2 separate regions of the Mus musculus genome follow, and region 1 is linked to region 2. The links are chromatin contacts, called in public promoter capture Hi-C maps. All regions are on one chromosome and are shown on one strand. Each heading gives the region's core, a stretch centred on a gene start, on an enhancer-like site or on the middle of the called end of the contact. The rest is flanking DNA. Distances are from core to core; before and after follow the strand shown. Region 1 holds the start of Tbccd1 (TBCC domain containing 1). Region 2 overlaps Igf2bp2 (insulin-like growth factor 2 mRNA binding protein 2).

What was found. Promoter capture Hi-C pulls out the DNA fragments that hold promoters and counts their contacts.
Region 1: a contact with region 2 is called in a promoter capture Hi-C map of neural stem cells. The contact joins the promoter of Tbccd1 here to the enhancer-like site in region 2. A contact is called at or near these places in 4 of 39 promoter capture datasets (the 3T3-L1 cell line, the SN4741 cell line, cranial neural crest and 1 more) and 1 of 9 other capture datasets (adipose tissue).

What each region holds. Positions count from the first base shown.
Region 1 is chr16:22,855,378-22,861,772 of GRCm38.p6, forward strand. Tbccd1 (TBCC domain containing 1) reads right to left here and starts at 2,292. Exons shown (of 8, transcript NM_001081368.2): 1 at 1,968-2,292. Dnajb11 (DnaJ heat shock protein family (Hsp40) member B11) reads left to right here and starts at 2,468. Exons shown (of 10, transcript NM_001190804.1): 1 at 2,468-2,732. The coding sequence starts at 2,665.
Region 2 is chr16:22,149,337-22,155,145 of GRCm38.p6, forward strand. All of the region lies in intron 2 of Igf2bp2 (insulin-like growth factor 2 mRNA binding protein 2), which reads right to left. Among named protein-coding and RNA genes, the nearest start is that of Igf2bp2, 11 kb to the right of the region's middle. Within about 2 kb of position 2,520, at least 57 of the 459 cell types and tissues checked have an H3K27ac peak or open chromatin away from gene starts, as enhancers often do.

The DNA of each region.
Region 1 (6,395 bases), core at 1,042-3,541, 710 kb after region 2:
CCAGACCATCTACAAACACCCCCAGTCTTCTCAATATCTCATAGAACATGTAAGATGCAGCACATAACAACACACAAAGCAAGCCTTAACAAACACAGGAAAAATGAAATAATCTCATTATGTAATCTGTCATCAATAGACTAAAACTAGAAACCTCCTCGAGAGGAACTATAGAACACACACTAACTCATCAACTTCAATTCCAAGGGATTCTCCATCCTCTTCTGGCCTTTTTGAGCAAAAAGGCATGCACTCACTAGGTTACATGTAGGCAAAGCACCTGTCTTAGTCAGGGTTTTACTGCTGTGAACAGACACCATGACCAAGGCAAGTCTTATAAAAACAACATTTAATTGGGGCTGGCTTACAGGTTCAGAGGTTCAGTCCATTATCATCAAGGTGGGAGCATGGCAGTATCCAGGCAGGCATGGTGCAGGCAGAGCTGAGAGTTCTACGTCTTCATCCAAAGGCTGCTAGTGGAAGACTGACTTCCAGGCAACTAGAGTGAGGATCTTATACCCACACCCACAATGACACACCCATTCCAACCAAGTCACACCTATTCCAACAAGGCCACACCTTCAGATGGTGCCACTCCCTGGTCCAAGGCTATACAAACCATCACAGCACCCATGAACATCAAAATAAACCTTTTTCTTTCTCATTGAGGTTTTGGCAAAACATCAATGTTTGTTCCAGCACTATTCACAATAGCTAACTTACAGGATGGACTTAGGAGTTCAACAAGAGAATAAAGAAAATGTGGCTTATGTACAATGTTTTCTTCCAAACCATAGAAAATGCAGCTATAGGATACAAAAGATGGCTTAACCATTAAAGGTTAGGCTCACAAGCAAAAATTTAGGAATGCAATTTTGTTGTATACAGGAAAATGGATATAACTGGAGATAACTATCTTGTCTAGATGACTATCTTGTCTCAGAGAAACAAATACATGTTTTATCTCAATGTGTGGCTCCTAGATTTTATATAGGTACTTAAAATCACATATGTGTATATGGCAATGCCAAATCACCTAGAGAAACAAAAGGAATAACAGCACAGAGAGAAAAAGGTAAAAATATATACATTATACAGTTTGACTATACAAGAAAGTACCATATACAATGACTATACACAATGAAACATTTTTAAAAGGAAGGGAGTTGATTATTCTGGAACATGCTACGATATTTAATAGGTGAGGATATATATCATTAAATTAGACAGCTTTGTAAGTTACCATAGACTTGGCCTTTTACTTTGAGTGCAATGAAAAGCCACTAAAGGTTTTAAGCAGGAGAGGATGATTTGACATAGTTTTTAAAAAGCGGGAGTGCGCTGGGGATAGTTCAGTCCATAAAGCTTGCCACTTACTTGCCATACAAACAGGGGGTCTTGAATTCCGCCCATTGTAGCAACTGCAACAACAACGTCCTGGATTCCCAGCACTCAAGAGACAGAGACGGTTCTCGAGCTCCTGGGTCCACCAGCCTAGTCTAATCTGTGATCTCCAGGTTCCCTAGTGCGCTCCCGAGTGCACACAATCATAGGGTGGAGAGCAGAGGAACTTTAAAATAGTGTATCAAGATATGAAGTTTGGAGGCAGGGAGATCGGTTATGAGACCTTTGCAAGCAGGAGATAATTATGACTCAGAGGTGGAGCTATAGTGGACAAGCACACATTACGGTTCACTGATAAAAATCTGAATAGGTTATGCAGGAAGCTAAGCTGAGAAGCTGTCCTAAACAACTAGTTGTCTGAGGTAAACAAAACTGGAGAAAAGAGCAACCGATGAACAAGCTCTAGTGCCTTTTATTGATTGCATGCTTGCTGTGTGCAATTCTGCTAGGAAACTTGCAGGAAAAAAAAAAGTTTAATTAATTCCCAACACTGCCAGAGAACGCTTTGCCTTAGTTCTGTAGAAAACAGGTTCGAAAGTGGGGTGGAGATGGGGCTGCCTCACCGCTACGGAGTGCTGGAAGCCGAATCTTAACTTAAGTCGGTCTCTATGGCGGCGTCTCTACAAGGTACCAGGTCCCTCTTTTCCACGGTAGCGAGACTGTAATAAGTTAGTACTGGGAGAGCCTATCCCCAGGCAAGACGCCCCACGTACTTTGACACCTCCTGGGGTTGCACTTCGGTGAGCGCTCGCAAGTCACGTGTGCACATGGCGTAGCTTCCAGACTGGTAGTAAGACCTCTCTCAAGCAATTGGTCGGAATCGGGAAGGAGCCTCGCGATTGGTGGACATTCGGGTTTCCTACAGCAGCGCGCTCTTTCTCGGCTCCTAACTCTCTCCGGTTCTCAGCCGCTTCCGGGCGGCGCGAACCTCTGACGTTTTCTCTTCCCATTGGCCGGCGGACACGACGGCTGTTCTGCTGTCTGATTGGCTTCCCGCGCCGCCTCGGAGGTGAAGTGTACCGCGCTGATTGGCTGCGGAGTGGCGGCCGCGTGTGATGTCCCCGGCGGCGATTGGCCCACGCCTGGCTGCTCGCCGGCTCTGGGGCTCCCGGAAGGTGGCAGCTGAGGAAGGGGCGCGCTACCTGTCTCCGCGGCCGGGCAAGAGAGAGACCCCGGCGTGAGGCGGCCTCCCTGGGCCGGAAGGGCTGGTCAGCCGACGCAGCGGCACCGGAGGCTGAGAGGGTAGGACCAGGGGACGCCATGGCCCCGCAGAACCTGAGCACCTTCTGCCTGTTGCTGCTGTACCTCATCGGGACTGTGATCGCCGGGTGAGGAAGGGGGCTCCCGCGCGTGCAGCAAGAGGCCGAGGGGCGGCCCTTGCTGAGAAGGACGCGGGTGACATCGAGGAGTGAGGGAGGGGCACTGCCGGGTCGAGGGACAAGGGGGTAGTGTGGGCCAGGCTGGCGGTGCAGGGCCAGGTTTCCCCCAGGAAGAGCGGGGGTTGGTTGCAGAGCCAAATACCACGTTTGGGGATTGGAGGGAGTTAAGTGGCTGTGAGCAGAAGAAGGGAGGCGGACGTCTGAGGGATGAGGCTCTTGATGGAAATGAAGGAAGCGAGTGTCAAGCTGGGGTTGAGATTATAGATACGTCCTTGACGTCTGAGTTCCAGAGTGGGACTGTGGGTTACCCAGTTTGCAACAAGCCTCCAAAAGGCTGACACTAAAGTGGGTGGGCCATGATGCCATGTCAAATGAGGAGAGCAAGAAAGGAAGCCAAGCTCAGACTGAAGAAAGTTGGCTTGAGAGAGCAGCAAGACACTTTAGAGAGACCTTGTACTTCCCACCTTCTTGGGCTAACGAACCTGAACTGTCTTCTTGCCTCGCTGCCTCTCACCATGGTTCCTTCCTGAGCTGGATGGTCTGAGTGACAACAGTTCTCTAACAGGCGATAAAAACTGGGATTCTAGTCTCATGCCACTCTTAGGAATCCTACAAGCTTGAAGGAACTGTGTCAAGTTCCTGAAATCAGGGATAACTGTGCCAACTTTCAGGGAGAAAGAGCAGGCTTAAAGTTTCTCCCAGCATTTAAATGCATGCACGACCCTATAGATGTGGTGACTTAGGATATGGTATGTTGGACTTGTGTTCTAGAATGCCTTCACCCTCAATCCCTTCTTTGGGCTGATGAAAATAGGTGGGTCAGAACTCAAGGTCATTTTCAGCTATCGACTGAGTTCCAGATTTGCCTGGCCTATATCACATGCTATTTCAAATATATACATAACTGCAAAAATAAAAACACACCAAAAGCTCATAGATGTCAGATTTTGACAATTTATAGGTTGTTCATAATGGGAAACTCACTGCTTAGCATAGCTTTTAAAGTTATTTTCTTTATTTTGTTTTGTTTTGTTTGCTTTAATCTTATCATTTCTTCTTTGTGACATACTTTAAATTTCTCAAAGTTGACATTTCTTACATACACTTTATTGTTTTGTTCTTGTTTGATTAAGCCACGGAGTACCCAAGGTACATCAACATACGATTTTGCATGTAGGAGTTGAGGTATGCTGGTCTCCAACTCAATATGTAGCTGAAGGCAGCGTTGAACTCCCTCCTGATCCTTCAGTCGTCACTTCCCAAGTGTTAGACTTGCAGGCATGAACGACCATTCCTGGAAAATACTAATATTGTTAATACTATAGTCACTCATAAAGCAGCCTCTGGGGAAATAATGCTGACACTCAACTATATCAGCCCCCCCCCCCTTTTTCTTTCTTGTATTTTTCTGAGCTATCATTTAACCTTTTCACTCTTAAATCTTTCATTATTCTCTGACAGTTTCATATACACACATATACCTACCCACAACTCCTTGCTCCCCCCACACATATACTTGCCCTGGGCACACCCCAATATGTTCCCGTCCTAACTTCATGTACCTCTCTGAGTCCGGTTAGTTAGTGCTGCCTTCTCACATGGTGACTATTTGTATTGGCTTGCTCAGGTAGGTCTTGTTCAGGTAACCATATCTTGAGTGAATTCATGAATACCATTTGCAGAAGACAAAATTTGACAACACTCCTTCCCACCCTCTGTGTTTACATTCTTTCTGTACCCTCTACCCATGAACCTTCGGGAGTGTGGGAGAGGGGTGGAAGGTTGAAACACCATTCCATTTAAGATTGATGTCTCAATACTCACTCACTTATTCTCCATGCTTTGAACAGTTATGCTGTTGCATTAACTACTGCCCCTGAAGAAAGAGGTCTCTCTGTCCAAAAAGGAGAGTGGCATGGATTTAACCTTATATTCATGAATATAACATATAACCATGTATATATATTTGTGTGTGTGTTAATATAACATACTTACATGTTGTATCATAGATTGTATTTATATTATATCATATATTTCCATATATATTCATATGTAGTCTATGGATATAACCTAAATATTTACAAGGTAGTTTGACAACATGCCTATTTAACAAAACAACAGTAATAAGTTCATCCCTAGAGGCAGGCAGATCTCTATGTTTGAGGCCAGCCTGGTCTACAGAGTAAATTCCAGGACAGGCAGGGCTACTGAAAAACCCTGTATTGAAAAACAGAATAACAACAACAACAAAAAAATGTATGTAGTTGAGCTGGATATGGTTTTATATACCTATAAATTCAGCATTTGAGAGGTAGAGGCGGGAGGATCAGTTCAAAACAAACTTCAGATACATACTGAGTTCAAGGCCAGTCTGAGCTACATGAGGCCCTGTCTAAGAAAACTAACCGAGAAACCTAACAGAATGATTAAAATAGCCAGATAACTTTTCAGAAGTATGACTAGGAGTTTATAAGGCTGAATGCTAGGATTCATGAATCTAGGACTTAATGAATTTAAGGCAGGCACTCTGAGCCACATGCCAGACCATAAAATGTATTGTTTAATATTCTGTCTTATGTCTTGGTTCCCCAGTGCATTTTCCCCATGCATTTTAAAATTACCCCCAACTATGTCAGTGACTATTATATGACTTCCTTAGCCCCATTGTTGAGATAATGTTTTCAGTTTCTATTCTAGTTTCAGACTCAAATTCTAGTGGTTAAACTTCTGGCAAAAAGAGTAGGTGTTGTGAGCATACTTATGTTCACCTCTCGGAGGGTGTTCACTGGCCTCTTCAATGAGCCGGATATGGCCCTTGCCTGGAATGCTTTTTATAGTCTTACTCTAGCTTTCTATTAACACTTCTTGCAGAGAAAGAACCCTTTTATGGCTGATTCCAGCATAGCTCCTGGCAATATTCTCTATTTTATGTTCCAGTTTATATCATATGCATATTCTCAGCTTCAGTGATACAGAGGTTCCTGCATGTGGACTTTAGAAGATGTCTATCATAAAGACTTGATCTCAGGAAATTAGTGGAGTTACTAGCAGTGAATGAATGAAATGTATTTTTTCTCTTCCAGCAAGATACACCATAATCCTTACATCCGGATGCATGCTACTTTTCCTTCAGGGTTATTATTTGGGGTTTGCTTAATCTTTATTTTAACTCCTTAGGTCAGTCCATTTTTAATGTTCCAATAGTGCTACTGTTTAGGACATTTATGTGACATAATCTTTGTGAATAAAGATAACTATCTTTTGAAATTATTTGACCCTTAGAGTCAAAAGTCACTGGGGTGAGGTTGGAGAGATGGCTCAGCAGGTAAGGGCACTTCTGCTCTTAGTGGAAGACCCCAGCACCCACGTGTAACTGGGTTACACGGCCACCTGACAGATCCAGGGGACCCAGCTTTAATTGACACCAAGGGTACTTGCACTCACACCCGCACACAAGCACACACATATGCTCACAATTAAAAATAAAATAAATTTTTCTTTAAAAAAGTATTTGGAGCCATTATAGGGAATAAAGAGGGAGTCAATTGGATTGTTTGGTTGCTAGCTGGAAATAGCATGGAGCCATAAAGCATAGGAATAGTTGCTCTGCTG
Region 2 (5,809 bases), core at 1,270-3,769:
CTGCTGGAGGAGGAGTCTCACGCTGATGAAGGGGGGGGGAGTGCAAACTGGGTTTGAAGATTTTATTTAGCTGTACGTTTTTAAAAACTGAAAGGAGGACAGGGAGAAAGGGAGGTGGATCTGAGGAGTTTGGAAGAGTATGTGCAAAATCCTCAAAGAGTTAAAAATAAGGAGAACCGACAAATGTTTCAAAAATTCGTATTTGACCTATAATTACTCTCAGGTAATTAGTTATTACTGGGACCTATAAAATAAGTGATTAGAAAAAAGAACGGTGTAAGAAAGGGGGGATTATTTTACACGGTATGACCACTGATATCTTGCCACCACTATGATTTAAAGGCTACTTTATAGTTTATTCAAAACATTTTAGTCATCAATAATATAATCATGGGCCAATAACATGGCTCAGGAGTGAAGGTGCACGCCTGGTAGCCTGAGTTTAACACTCCAACCCACAAGGCAGAAGGAAGCCCTTCCAGTCTCACCCACATGCTGGGGTGCACTCGACTCCCCAAGGATAAAATAAAATTTACATGATAAATGTAACCATGACTTCCTTTGTACTCTGTTTGCAATCTTTAATTAGGTTTTAAACTTGTTTTTATTTAATTCTTTGTGTTTGTGTGAGTCTGAGCACGGGTGTGCCACAGCAGGCACAAGGAGGCCGGAGGACAGCGTGCAGGAGTTGATTCTCGAGGCTGAGTTCAGACTATCAGGCTTGATTGACACGTGCTTTTGCCTGCTGAGCCTTCTTGCTGGCCTTTCTTAAGAGAATGCTTTTATTAACAGATATTAGTTACACATAACACATGGATTTCATTAGGACGCTTTCCTGTTCTTACATACGTGGATGTAATGGACTTTGTTTACATTCACCCAACTGTCCTCCACACACCCCCACAATCCCCTTCCACTTGCTAAGCAGCTACCTTATTATTTTTAGCCGTTTTTAAGGGTAATACCCTTTTTCTGAATAAACTCCATGTGATATGGAAAGAGTATGACAACTCCCACCCCATCTGACTGGCTGTCAATCTAACCCGTTTAATGTTTTCAAGATTATGTTACTCCTGTGCAGCTTCAACTGGTAAGAGAGCATGAAAGCCTAAAGTGAAAGCTTGTCCCTTTTAGGTAAGGGTCCCATGTCACCACACATAGGTGACTCCAGTGGATCTGTAAAGGGCTGCTTGCCTAGAAGTTCCTAAAGGAAACTATTGTCGACTACAGGAAAATCCATAGATTTGGAAGCCTGCCATGCAACTGGCAAAGCAGTTTCTAAAGTGAAAGTGACAGAGGCCAGAGGGCCACTACACAAGAGGGAAGGTGCCCAGGGGACCAGGAGAAGGGCTGGGTGCTCTGTAAACCAATCAAAACCTGGCTTAAGATCATCCAGACCTCACACACCGGTAGGCTTTTTTCTTAATACCACACCTCTTTCTAAACCAAATTTGAGAGGCAACTACAGAGTCTACAGCAGCCCTGAGCACAGCCGCAAGCATGGAGTTGTCCAGAACACACAGCTACTCCTTGGCCCCATAAACAAACTCAGCGATCCTCAGTCACAGGCTCTGTGCGTGGGGCAGTGCTACAAACCACTGCCATGGAAAGTCAAACTCAGAGCTTAGCCTTGAAATCTGTCAGGTAGGCAGAAATAACACTGTGACCTTATCATCACAAGTAAGCTAACCCACACACCTGCAGCAGTAGCAGCCTTTAATCCCAGCACTGGGGAGGCAGAGGCAGGCGGATCTCTGAGTTCGAGGCCAGCCTGGTCTACAGAGTGAGTTCAGAACACTCAGGGCTACACAGAGAAACCCTGTCTACAAAAATAAAAACAAACAACAAACACCACCACCAAAAACCCTACTAAAGCTACAAATCAATTTTGGTAGCATTACTGAAATAGTAATAAAACATGTCAAACCATTTATATGAAAATCAATGGACAAAAGAACTAACTTTTCCAGGTCAAAAGTCTAAGATGCAACCAGATGTTCCCAGGCCTCTTTAACACCAAAAACAAAATGCCCTTTTACAAACTCTCAGTCCTATTTCTGTCATCTTGGGTATTTCATGAGGAACAGACAAAATGTATAAAATTTTAAGAATAAAAGCAGCTAAAATGTAAAAATCTTAAGCCATTAGCCTTTTTTTTTTTAATTCCCTAAAAGGGAGAATAGGGTGTGTACTTCTAAAGATACTCGATTCCCTCCTTCTCAGGTGTCCCATCAAGCACATCGTCAGAGTCCAGGCTTCAAGGCATTAGCTGGATGCAGAAGTCAGATGAGTTCTAGGTCCAGATTCTTTTCTATCCTTCAATAATTAAGAAGGAAATGAGAGAGATGTCTTCCTTTTGCAAAGAATGCAGACAACTGCACTTAATGAGGAAAAACCTTCACCAGGGAGAAGAAACTCTTTCCCCCAATCTTTCAACCATTTACAGAAACTCTGCAGTGCGTGGCCCCACACCCATAGAAGCTGGTGTGTCAGCTGCACAGGTCAGGGAAGTGTGTGCCACAGAGATCATGCATTCCAACACACTGAGCAAGCACACACGTGCCTCCTGGGCTGCCCCAAACCTTAGCTGGCGGGGGGGGGGGGGGGGGGGGGGGGGCACTGAGGCTAGCATACACACCAGGCCTGCGAGCCGGCTTCCTTAGCACCACTGCAAAGGGAAAGCAGGGGGAGAGGACACGGTCAGTGCAGGGGCTTAAAGAACAAAATGCATGAGCAGACCAGTCACACCAGGAGGTTTCCATCGTCAAGGAAAGAAAGGTTACAGAGCTGCCCAGCCCTGGCTGTGCTCTGGAAATCCCAGAGGACTCAGCGGCACCCCAGGCTTCAGCCACCCAGGGGCTGCTTCTGTGGCATCTCCTCCCTCCCTCCTTTCTTTCTTAATCGATGAGAGGACTAAACGCTCTTTCTCTGTTAATCTTTCATCATCGACAGCTGACAAAGAAATACACAGAGAACTGCACTTCGGAACTCTGAGCATATACAATATGAAGAAAAACATCCATTTTTCAAAGTAGGGTTGTTAACATCAGAGACAAGGAGCTAAAGGAAAAGGTTCCAAGGGGAGACAAAGACCCACACAGCAGTGCAGCACGGCCAGCATCTCATTCAATAGTGGCTGATAGGAAGCTACCTGCACACAGGAAGGCCACTCCGTTTTTTTGCTTTCTCAATAAGAAAAGGGTAAAAGAAGATATGTATTAAAAATGCATCCTCTAAGCCAGGTGTGGTGATGCACACCTTTAATGCCAGGCAGGCTTCTTGAGTTCTAGACCAGCCTGATCTATGAACTGAGTCTAGGATAACCAGGGCTGCACTAAGAAACCCTGCCTTGAAAACACACAGACACACACACAAACACACACACACACACACACACACACACACACACACACACACACACACACAGAGAGAGTCTCTTCTGATACCTTAAGCTACCTTCAGGAGCTTGACTGAGGAAAGAAATTATCCTTTACAATTTAACACATTTCATAATATTATCTTACGGTTAAAAATGTACCACCACCAGGCGTGGTGGCACACGCCTTTAATCCCAGCACTCGGGAGGCAGAGGCAGGCGGATTTCCGAGTTCGAGGCCAGCCTGGTCTACAAAGTGAGTTCCAGGACAACCAGGGCTATACAGAGAAACCCTGTCTCGAAAAACCAAAAACAACAACAACAACAACAAAAACCCAAAAAACAAAAAAACAGTACCACCTCCACTGTTGGGGCTGTGAGAGGGCGGGGCCTGTGAGAGGGCTGTCCTGACGGTCCTGCTGAAGGATATACGTGACACAGCGCACGCAACAAAGGGATAACCCGGAAGAGACCAGGTGAGGATCCAATACTGATAGCATCACAGAAGCCAGAGACCTCAAACCAGACTAGTGACTCATTGCAACAGCATCTGCTGTGAACAGAGGGCTATACTGTGGGGACACACTGTGACATACTATGGCGTCCATGATGACATGTTTTCTATGCTTTGTTTTGCTTATTTTTTGTTTATTTTTTATGGGGGGAGGTTTGCAAGGGGGGGAGATGAGTCAGAGTGGGGTACGTATTGTGAAACTCTCAAAGAATCAATAAAAAGTTAATTTTAAAAAAAGTACCACCTCCCTCTATAGAAGAAAATGAGTTTCATGTTACTAAAGAAACAGCCACAAATGCACAAGATGCAGCTACCACTCTGTAATTATTAGTTACTCTCTTCCTGTCCCATCCTCTGAGTCACAACTACACAGAAAATGCCACATCAAGCCCTGAGCTGTACAACTTGAAGACCCGCATAAGAAGTTAGAAATTAACCCTTCACCTACTTTTTTTTTTCTCGATAATTCCACCCTCTGTCCCACCACCACTACCATGAGAGTCAACAAAAGGAAACCAAATGGTGAGTTCAGGAGAACATTACAGTTCAGAGATGAAGGGCACTGCACACCAGCTCAGTTCCTGAGTATGTCATTAAGAACTTGACTCCATTCATGGCATACCTTCATTTATACTCAAAGCAGGGGTCAAAGTCCTTCTTCACACAGAAAATGAAGCAGAGGAAGAAAGACTGGCAGCTCCCACCAAGGAAACAAGTCAAAACACAGCACTGCCTCCTGCAACAGGCTGAGCTTGGAGAAGCCCACCAGGTGAATTCTTCAACTTTGCAGAAAGGTGATACAACGTTGACCAGAACCAAAGTCAGTGCCTAATTTGTGGCTCAAATGTTGAGCCCGCTGTCCTATTTTGGTTTTATGGCCTACTGAGACAGACAGGGTCTCTCTATGTAGCCCTGGCTCCCCTTAAATTTGCTATGTAGACCAGGCTAGCCTGGGATCAAAGGTGTGTGTGCCACTGTCCCCAGTGAGGAATGTCCTTTTTAGCACTGTCTATTTCTTAATACAAAGAATGTAACCACTAAAAAACAAAACAGTATAAGTAGCAGCCAAACAAAACCACCAAACACCTCCCTGGATAAATGCCCCACTCTCTTGTCTACGGCAAGCAGAAATAAAGCAAGGATCAATGCTGCTTTTAAAATGACTTGCTTGTCTCTATGCCTTTAATCCCAGCACTCAGAGGCAGAGGTGGGTGGATCTCAGTGAGTTTGAGGCCAGCCTGGTGTACAAAGTGAGTTCCAGGACACTCAGTGCTGTCACACACAGGAACCCTGCCTTGAAAAACCAAAAAATAAAATAATAAAAAATTGTGCCTATCTCTAATTATGTTTCTTATAAAAATAGTGTAGCGCAGAAGATCAGATCATTTGGACCAGGGTAAGAATGAAGCAGTTGCAAGTTTGGGCACTTGACAAACAAGTTCTATCATTCCTGATGGGATCTGGGCCCTCCCTGATTAAGTGTGAATTGTGATGGACCTCTGGCCTGGGTTCTTCCCTGCTAGTGAATCTATTTATCTGCCTTAGACAAATGACTCCATTTCTCTAAGACTAAGCTTCCTCAGATGAGAAAAGAACTCATCCCCCCCCCCTTTCCAAATCTCACTTTAAAAAAGTAAAATTTCTGTCGTAGAGGCCATAATAGCTTTATTACTGTATGAACTTAAGATGCAGTCACAAGAGCTACACCTTACCACAATGCTCTCTAGTACCGTGTTCATAACAGTACCAGATCACAAAAAAATCTTTAAGAATTGTTAAGTCAATTCACACTTCCATATGTATTAAGTAAATACACAGCAATGAGATAAATTGCAAACATCCCTTTGGTTGCAAAAGTTCACACAAGTGTTTCTATTTGCTAGGTAAAGCACTGAACTTAAAACGCCCACTTTAACAGA